Regions from separate parts of the Zea mays genome. Here region 1 is linked to region 2. Evidence: chromatin contacts called from public Hi-C data. All regions are on one chromosome and are shown on one strand. The core of a region is the stretch at or near the end of the contact, and the rest is flanking DNA. Distances in the headings are between cores, read along the strand shown.

The links. Hi-C and Micro-C count contacts between places; a contact is called where the count stands out from the background.
Region 1: a Hi-C map of ear shows a contact between it and region 2, with 2.1 times the contacts expected there. The contact joins the promoter of LOC100283168 here to the promoter of LOC100283144 in region 2. A contact is called at or near these places in 3 of 25 Hi-C or Micro-C datasets (bundle sheath, ear and tassel).

Annotation. Positions count from the first base shown.
Region 1 is chr2:7,811,258-7,815,333 of Zm-B73-REFERENCE-NAM-5.0, reverse strand. It overlaps LOC100283168 (MYND finger family protein), which reads left to right and starts at 1,832. Exons shown (of 15, transcript NM_001156070.1): 1 at 1,832-2,024; 2 at 2,287-2,362; 3 at 2,471-2,556; 4 at 2,647-2,954; 5 at 3,205-3,317; 6 at 3,430-3,461; 7 at 3,847-3,965. The coding sequence starts at 1,929.
Region 2 is chr2:7,547,130-7,551,074 of Zm-B73-REFERENCE-NAM-5.0, reverse strand. It overlaps LOC100283144 (AATL2), which reads left to right and starts at 2,037. Exons shown (of 7, transcript NM_001156046.1): 1 at 2,037-2,288; 2 at 2,452-2,835; 3 at 2,993-3,386; 4 at 3,481-3,586; 5 at 3,677-3,768; 6 at 3,861-3,929. The coding sequence starts at 2,116. It also overlaps the pseudogene LOC103645889.

The sequences.
Region 1 (4,076 bases), core at 583-3,082, 260 kb before region 2:
GGTTCTCTTCGGTTTCTTTTGCTCCTTTCTTTTGAACCCTAACTTTGATCTTTTTATTGGTTTGTGTTGAACCTTTGGCACCTGTAGAATATATAATCTAGAGCAAACTAGTTAGTCCAATTATTTGTGTTGGGCATTCAACCACCAAAATCATTGATAGGAAAAGGTTAAACCCTATTTTTCTTTCACCCATGAAGGTGAATTAGTTGACAAACACATGTTTAAGGTCCGTTTGTTGGAGATGATGATGTATTCATAGTCCTAAAATAAATCAAATTGGGCCCAAAACAATATTTAGGACTCATTCTTGGAGTTGCTCTAACTTTCCCCAGCTAAAGTATCACTTTAATAACTTTTAGTTTTACGTACTCACGTGAATGACACCACACTTTTTTCCGCTCAGACTATGTTTGATACTCTAGTATTCACTCATATACACATGAGTTGAGATGGATTGAGATATAAATTAATTTAATTTACACCCAATCCCCTTCAATCCATATAAATTGGGGGTGAATATTAGCCGAACAGATCACGTCTATTTGCGACACATGAACAGGGCATGCGCGTGGGCCCATGAAGGTGAATTAGTTGACAAACACATGTTTAAGGTCCGGTTGTTGGAGATGATGATGATGTATTCAGAGTCCTAAAACAAATTAATTCGGTCCCAAAACAATATTTAGGGATCAAATTTAGGACTCCTTCATGGAGTTGCTCTAACCTTCCCCAATTAAAGTATCACTTTAATAAATTTTAGTTTTACATACTCACGTGGATGACGTCATACTTTTTTTTTCTCAGACTATGTTTGATATTCTAGGATTCACTCATATACATATGAGTTGAGATGGATTGAAGTATAAATTAATTTAATTTATACCCTAATTCCCTTCATCCCATATATACTGGGGTGAATATTAGCCGAACAAGCCAACCGGTGCCCGCGGGTTTGTCTTAGCTTCACCAACGCAACACATACCATTGCTAGAGCACTAGATCCGTACAACATTTTTTAGCAACAATAAGCTAGAGTCAGACTCTGGTTTTCTAGCTATCGAAGTCATCGAGACTTCAAAGTGCAGGGCCAAACAATGATGGTTGATGTTGCTATCCAGGTCTGTTGGCCAGAATTATTTGTATTCGTTTATGTTGTCATATCATGCTATCTGACCTAACCCAGGTTCTGATTTATACTTATCCCTTTATATAATTTGAATTGTTGTCTGCACATTTTGAACCGAATGAGCACTGTTTTGCAACTGTTTTGCATGTTTCTTTCTGAGGCGAACAATAAAATTTTGAATCTACGATTTGAATTGGCAGGAGCAGGACCAATAAACTCACTCAGTACTGAGAGCACACTACTCAGTAATTCCTACTTACTGGAATAAAAATTACCACTCTAAGAATATTAAGTGCTCACAACTAGTTCAGAAGTATCGTTTAACAAATAAAAATATCTTTGAGAAAAAAGCAATCATCCACGAAAAAAACCTAGAATTTGCAGATTCCTACTAAAACTTCACAAAAAACCTTAAACTTAGCATACAGTCCAACCACCACCTCTATCATACCCAACGTATATATTTTTTGTCACATCTCACATGGTACACTATTTCTCATGCGAAGAATTTGGAATGCTAGAGGCTTTACTTTTCTTTCTATTGATTAAAAAACATTGAACAGAGAAAAACAATGGGTTACGCTTTTCTTTCTCTTGCTTAAACATTGGAAGAGAGAAAACCAAATGGTTACGCTTTCACTTCCTAACGGCGTAAGGTATATTTACGTCTTCATGTGGCGGATGCGTACTACCGTCTCCGCACGCCAGAACCCCAAAACCCCAGCGGCCAGCAAAAGCAGCGGCGGCGCGGCCAGGGACCGACGTACCCGCCGCGAGAAGCTCCGGTTGGCACCCCAACGGCATGGATGCTAGCAGCGTCAGCCCGTGCGATCTAGACAGGGAGTTTGCGCTCCAAATCGCTCAGCTCCTCGCCACGCCTCCTCTCCAATCAGCCCAGGTTCTTGCTTTCTTTCTGGCCCCTTCTGTGCGACTAGCCTGTTTGCTTGAGAATCCCTTGATTGAACAGTCTCTTGGCATCAAAGCTGTTACTTTGGTCGAACCTTTCCGAATCCAGGCTTTTCATGGCGTTGGCGTTGTTGGTGTGGTATCTTAGGCTTTGATAGCGTTGGTACAAAATTATGCGAGAAATGCTATATCTGGGTGTTAACATCAGTGCGAGTATCAGGTAATGAATATGCTGCCTTTTGTTTCTTCATCAGGAATACTATGGTGAACTCATACGGTCCAAGAAGCTTGATGGCATTAGAGTGAGCTACAGTGGCAAGCATGGGAAAGGTATCCGTTGCTGAGCTATAATTTAGAGGGCAGCCACTCAGCCTGATCTGGTTATGTAAAATTGGCATAAGGTAAAAGCTCCCATTTTCAACAAACCGGTTCTTTCAGGTGTTTATGCAAATAGGGACTTTGGTGAAGACGACCTTGTTCTGAAGGACCAAATGTTGGTCGGTGCTCAGGACAGCCTTAACAAGGTTATCCCATTTGATCGAAAGTAAATAATCCATTGCGCCGTTTATTTGAAAACTAACTGGCTGTTCCGGTTTCTATGTGCCTTTTTGCAGATTGACTGTGTTGTGTGTAGTTACTGCTTCCACTTCATTGGTTCTATAGAGTACCAAATTGGGCGTAGATTGTATTTGCAAAGCCTTGGTGGTAGTGGTGATGGCACTACCGAGAGACACTGCCATGGGAGTGATGTTGGGTCAAGTACTGGCTGTTCCGGTGCATCAAATGGAAATAGCAATGCTGTGCCACAAGAGGTCCTGTTGTCACTTATGGATGGTAATACGCTGTTGCCTTTAACCGATCAGTTCTGTTTGCCACCAGTTGTTGCTTGCCCTGGTGGATGTGAGGGAGAACTCTACTGCAGGTTTGTGTTCCTAATAATTTGTGAATACTTCTTGATTTGCGAGGTGGCACCAGAGATGATTATATAGGCCTGAAAACTAACTTCTCTTGGCACAACATATGATATCTGTTTCTCCTCACTATTTCTTCAGACCTAATTTCCGTGTACAAAACTTGTGACTATAAAAATTACTCTTGTTATTTCTTGGATATTTCGTTTAAATATAACCTTGAGAAGAAAACTTGGTTAAGTAATATTGCAATTTGTACAGCCAATCATGTGCGGATTCCGATTGGGATTCTTATCACTCTTTGCTGTGTGCTGGATCCAAGACTGAACCATTGCGGAAATCTGCCCTTCAGAAATTTGTGGGGCATGCTAATGGTAAGCCAGCACTAAATATTTATGGTCTGCATCATTATGGCACAATGTCCAGCTTCCACTTTTCATTTAAGTTGGAAACCTATTTTCTGATGATAGTTGTTCTTTATTTCAGAAACCAATGATATTTTTTTGGTTGCTGCCAAGGTAAGTGGCAGAAGTATGCATACTATATAGTATGTTTGCATCCAAAGATCAGTCTAATTTACTATATTTGTTTCGCATTTCTAATCTTGTTCAAGTGATATCTTCTTTTTATATTTTAAAATTGCAGCTTAGTCTTGGTCAAATGCACATAGAAATTTGAGCATCAGACTTAAGAGTTGATATCAGTCGCCAATATTTGTCAAAACTGTGAACCTGCTATAGACCAATGCACCAAAACAGATCATTTCATGATAAGACGATTATATGAATTTCATGAGGCTAAAAAGAGCAAACAAAAAAATCACTCTTTGTCTTCTGGCCTCTAGGTTGCAATCCAATAACACTTCTTGATTCTCATTCACAAACATCCGCTTTTATATGTCAGGCTATCACTTTCACCTTGTTGAGATATAGGAAACTCAAAAGACAGCATGTGTCTCATGAATCAAGCTCTTCGCTCCTCTTGGAAGCATGGAAACCACTTTCAATGGGCTTCAAAAAGAGGTAACAAGAATGAGCTTGTGTGACTTTTCCCCAGACAACCTGGAGTGATTACTTGTTGAGTGCATCACTAAGAAACAGTGTTGCATGACAGCTGTTGTTGAGCATGATAAT
Region 2 (3,945 bases), core at 788-3,287:
ATGGGTCATCGTGCTAGTGACGCGCCAATCTAGAATGGTACTTCCTACTAGAAGGAAATGCAGAGAAATCAAGTAGATAGGAACTCCGGACTCGCACGGCGGCGGGACACGGTGAATTGACAAGAGGGAGATGCCGACAGGTTGGCTGGTTACCGTCACATGGAGTTTCGAACTCCCAATGGATGATATCTTGCCGCGGCCGGGGCAGGTCGATATCATTGGGCCGGTGGCAAATGGTCCAAGGGTTTCCGACGGTTTCCGACTACGAACCTTACATCCGGGCCGGAGGGCATTGCGAATGGTAGGCGGTCGGAAGTAGAGGCGCAACCGGTTATAGTGGCGGGGGTATGGGTAGGATGGCGGCGAGGTAAAGGGAAGGAAGATAAGGCACGCAGTGGCTGCGGCGGCGGCATGACCGACGGGCTGCGAAGCGCGGGTGCCGGCGACTCCGGCCGTTCCCTTCCGAGGTCCGCTCGACGGTGTTTGGGATTAGCTGGGCTGCGGAATCATCGATGGGCTGCAGGCTGCGCTGGGTCCACAATGGGCTTACGCTGATCCGGGAGGAAGCTACCGTGAGCGTCGGGCCTTATTAGGCTTTGAAGGAAGGCACGCGATCGCCTTCCTTTTGGGCTGGAGTACGTTATGGGCTAGGTGCCGTCTCTATGGTCCGCGTCCACCGCTGGTGCGTAACAGAAGAACTGAACAACTGAAGAAAAAACCAACAGTTAAGAAAATATACGAACTTGTTAAGAACTGAACTTGTTCGCAGGATAATCTTAGGATTATAAAAAAACAAAACAAAACTCAGAGTCTGGTGCGTAACAGAATACTGAGCAATTGAATAAAAATCCAATGACAAAACTCAGAGTCTGGTGCGTAGCAGAAGAACTGAACAACTGAAGAAAAAACCAATGTCATGTCATGTGGAATAGGAATATGTCAGGTCGAAATATAGCATCGATTCTTGATGCATCACTCGCAACTATTTCATTCTCGCATACACTGTACCTGAACTAGGTGTTTTCTATGTAATGAGCTCACAGACAGAACATACACCTATTGCTGGAGTTCTCTAGTCCATCTACAGTTAAGAAAAGATTTGTTTTACACCTGCAAATCGCTAAAATACACGCAGAGAGTAAGTTGCCATTGTACATCTAAGATCTAACGGCCTTCTAGCACCGTGAGGCTATAATGTCATGCACATACAATGCATGTTGTCACTGGCTCCTCTAGGCTCACCATGCCTAAGTGCAAAATACACAGGTTGCATTGGTACTGGTCACAACTGCTGACATGAAAGGGCCTGCAGCTTGGACTGTGTTGAACACACAAGAGGCCTATATGGACGCATCGTGAAGCTTCTTCAGGGCAGCAACTCTCCATAGTTGAAGAGCCCACTAGTTTCTCTACTTCTCCATCTTTCCATAAGTTCCAGGCGTGAACAGAAATAAAATTTACCAGTGGGCTCACCCTCTGTTGTCTGTGGATTCCTTTAGTTCTGAACTCTATGCATTTCGATACTTAGATATGAGATAAGGCCGGTCAGGAAAATCCATGGTAATGTGTGTCGACCGAATCCTTAATCCACTTACAATCTCCAGCATTAGAACGCCAGGTGTCCGGTTTGACTGAAAAGGCACCTTCGATTACATATTCAGAAGTCACGTAACCACTGTGCAAATGGTTTGACCTATAAAGTAAGTCTGCATATGGTTTGACAAAAAGAGCAGGCATGTATAAATCCAAAATGAATAAGCAGCAACGCGGCAACACTTTCACCCATGTTGTCAGCGGACGGCGGCGGCGACATAAAACGCGCGTGCGGCCGGTGGATGGTCCGTCAAACACGGGTTTGTTTGTTGGTAGGGCTCTCCAAGGGCCGAGTTCTTATGAATAAAATACTAGTCAATGGCCCAATAAGAAACAGAAAGGTAACAGTTTCCGGATCTCGCGAGCGGGGCAACGGGATGTGTGTATATATATATATATCTATCTATCCATCGATCTCGCCCCGGGCTACTCCAAAATATCCAGCTTTTTCCTGCGGCAAACTACCTGGCCGCCATCTCCTCCGATCCCTCGGCATACGTCTCCATCGGCCGGGCGACCGAGATGGCGACGCCCTCCAGCATGACGTCGACGGAGAAGGAGAAAGCCATCGACGACTGGCTGCCCATCACCTCGTCCAGGAACGCCAAATGGTGGTACTCCGCCTTCCACAACGTCACGGCCATGGTCGGCGCCGGCGTCCTCAGCCTGCCCTACGCAATGTCCGAGCTCGGCTGGTACGTGGCATCCATCTGATCTGGTCTTAATTGTTGTCCTCGCCTCGATCGGCATGCAATATTGTGCCTTGCATGCATCTGTCGTCGCGATCGATCCATTTAACTGATCGATGGATATATGGATCTGCATGCGTGAACGAACTAACACACCGCATGCGTGCAGGGGTCCCGGCGTGGTCGCCATGGTCCTGTCTTGGGTGATCACCCTGTACACGCTGTGGCAGATGGTCGAGATGCACGAGTGCGTCCCCGGGAAGCGTTTCGACCGCTACCACGAGCTGGGCCAGCACGCGTTCGGCGATAAGCTGGGCCTCTGGATCGTCGTCCCGCAGCAGCTCATCGTCGAGATCGGCGTCTGCATCGTCTACATGGTCACCGGCGGCAAGTCGTTCGAGAAGTGCTACACCGTCGCCTGCCCGGACTGCAAGCCGCTCCGCACCAGCTCGTGGATCATGGTCTTCGCCGCCATCCACCTGCTGCTCTCGCAGCTGCCCAACTTCAACTCCATCACGCTCGTCTCCCTCGCCGCCGCAGTCATGTCGCTCACGTAAGGATCGATCTATATATTATTGCCGTACGTCTGTCATTACTACTAATTACTCGCTCTGATGATCGATGGATTATTGATCGCTTGGATCGGATCATGCATGATGGATTGAATGATTCTATGCATGCAACGCAACAACGCATATCGCACAATGCAGCTACTCGACGATTGCATGGGCGGCGTCGGCGCACAAGGGGCGGCACTCGGCCGTGGACTACAGCATGAAGGCGTCGACGACGACGGGGCAGACGTTCAACTTCCTGAGCGCGCTCGGGGACGTGGCGTTCGCGTACGCGGGGCACAACGTGGTGCTGGAGATCCAGGCCACCATCCCGTCCACGCCAGACAAGCCGTCCAAGAAGCCCATGTGGCAGGGCGTCGTCCTCGCCTACCTCGTCGTCGCCATCTGCTACCTCCCGGTGGCGTTCGTCGGCTACTACGTCTTCGGCAACGCCGTCGACGACAACATCCTCATCACCCTCGAGAAGCCACGCTGGCTCATCGCCGCCGCCAACATCTTCGTCGTCGTGCACGTCATCGGCAGCTACCAGGTGGTCCCAAATAACCTCCCGCGCGCGTATTGCTGCGTCGTTAGTATTGGTGACGGCTACGCGCGCACAGTACACTAACATATAATTAGTGCAGATCTACGCCATGCCCGTGTTCGACATGCTCGAGACGTTCCTGGTGAAGAAACTCCGGTTCAAGCCAGGCATGCCTCTCCGTTTGATAGCGCGCTCGCTCTATGTTGGTAAGTACTTGTATATATATACACATTAATTCAACGTACGTACGCATTGAACTGATCTGATTACATATGCATCTTTTGTCGTGCGTGCAGTGCTGACAGCTCTGGTTGGCATCGCCGTGCCGTTCTTCGGGGGGCTGCTAGGGTTCTTTGGTGGCTTCGCATTTGCGCCGACAACCTACTACGTGAGAGATCTGTCCTTTAGAATTCAGCATCAATTAGTTTTCTTTATTTCAGCCCATCCTAATTCCTAACTAAGCACTTCATGACCAAACAGCTTCCGTGCATTCTGTGGTTGAAGATTAAGAAGCCAAAGAAGTTCAGCCTCTCTTGGTTCATCAACTGGGTCAGTCAGATCTATT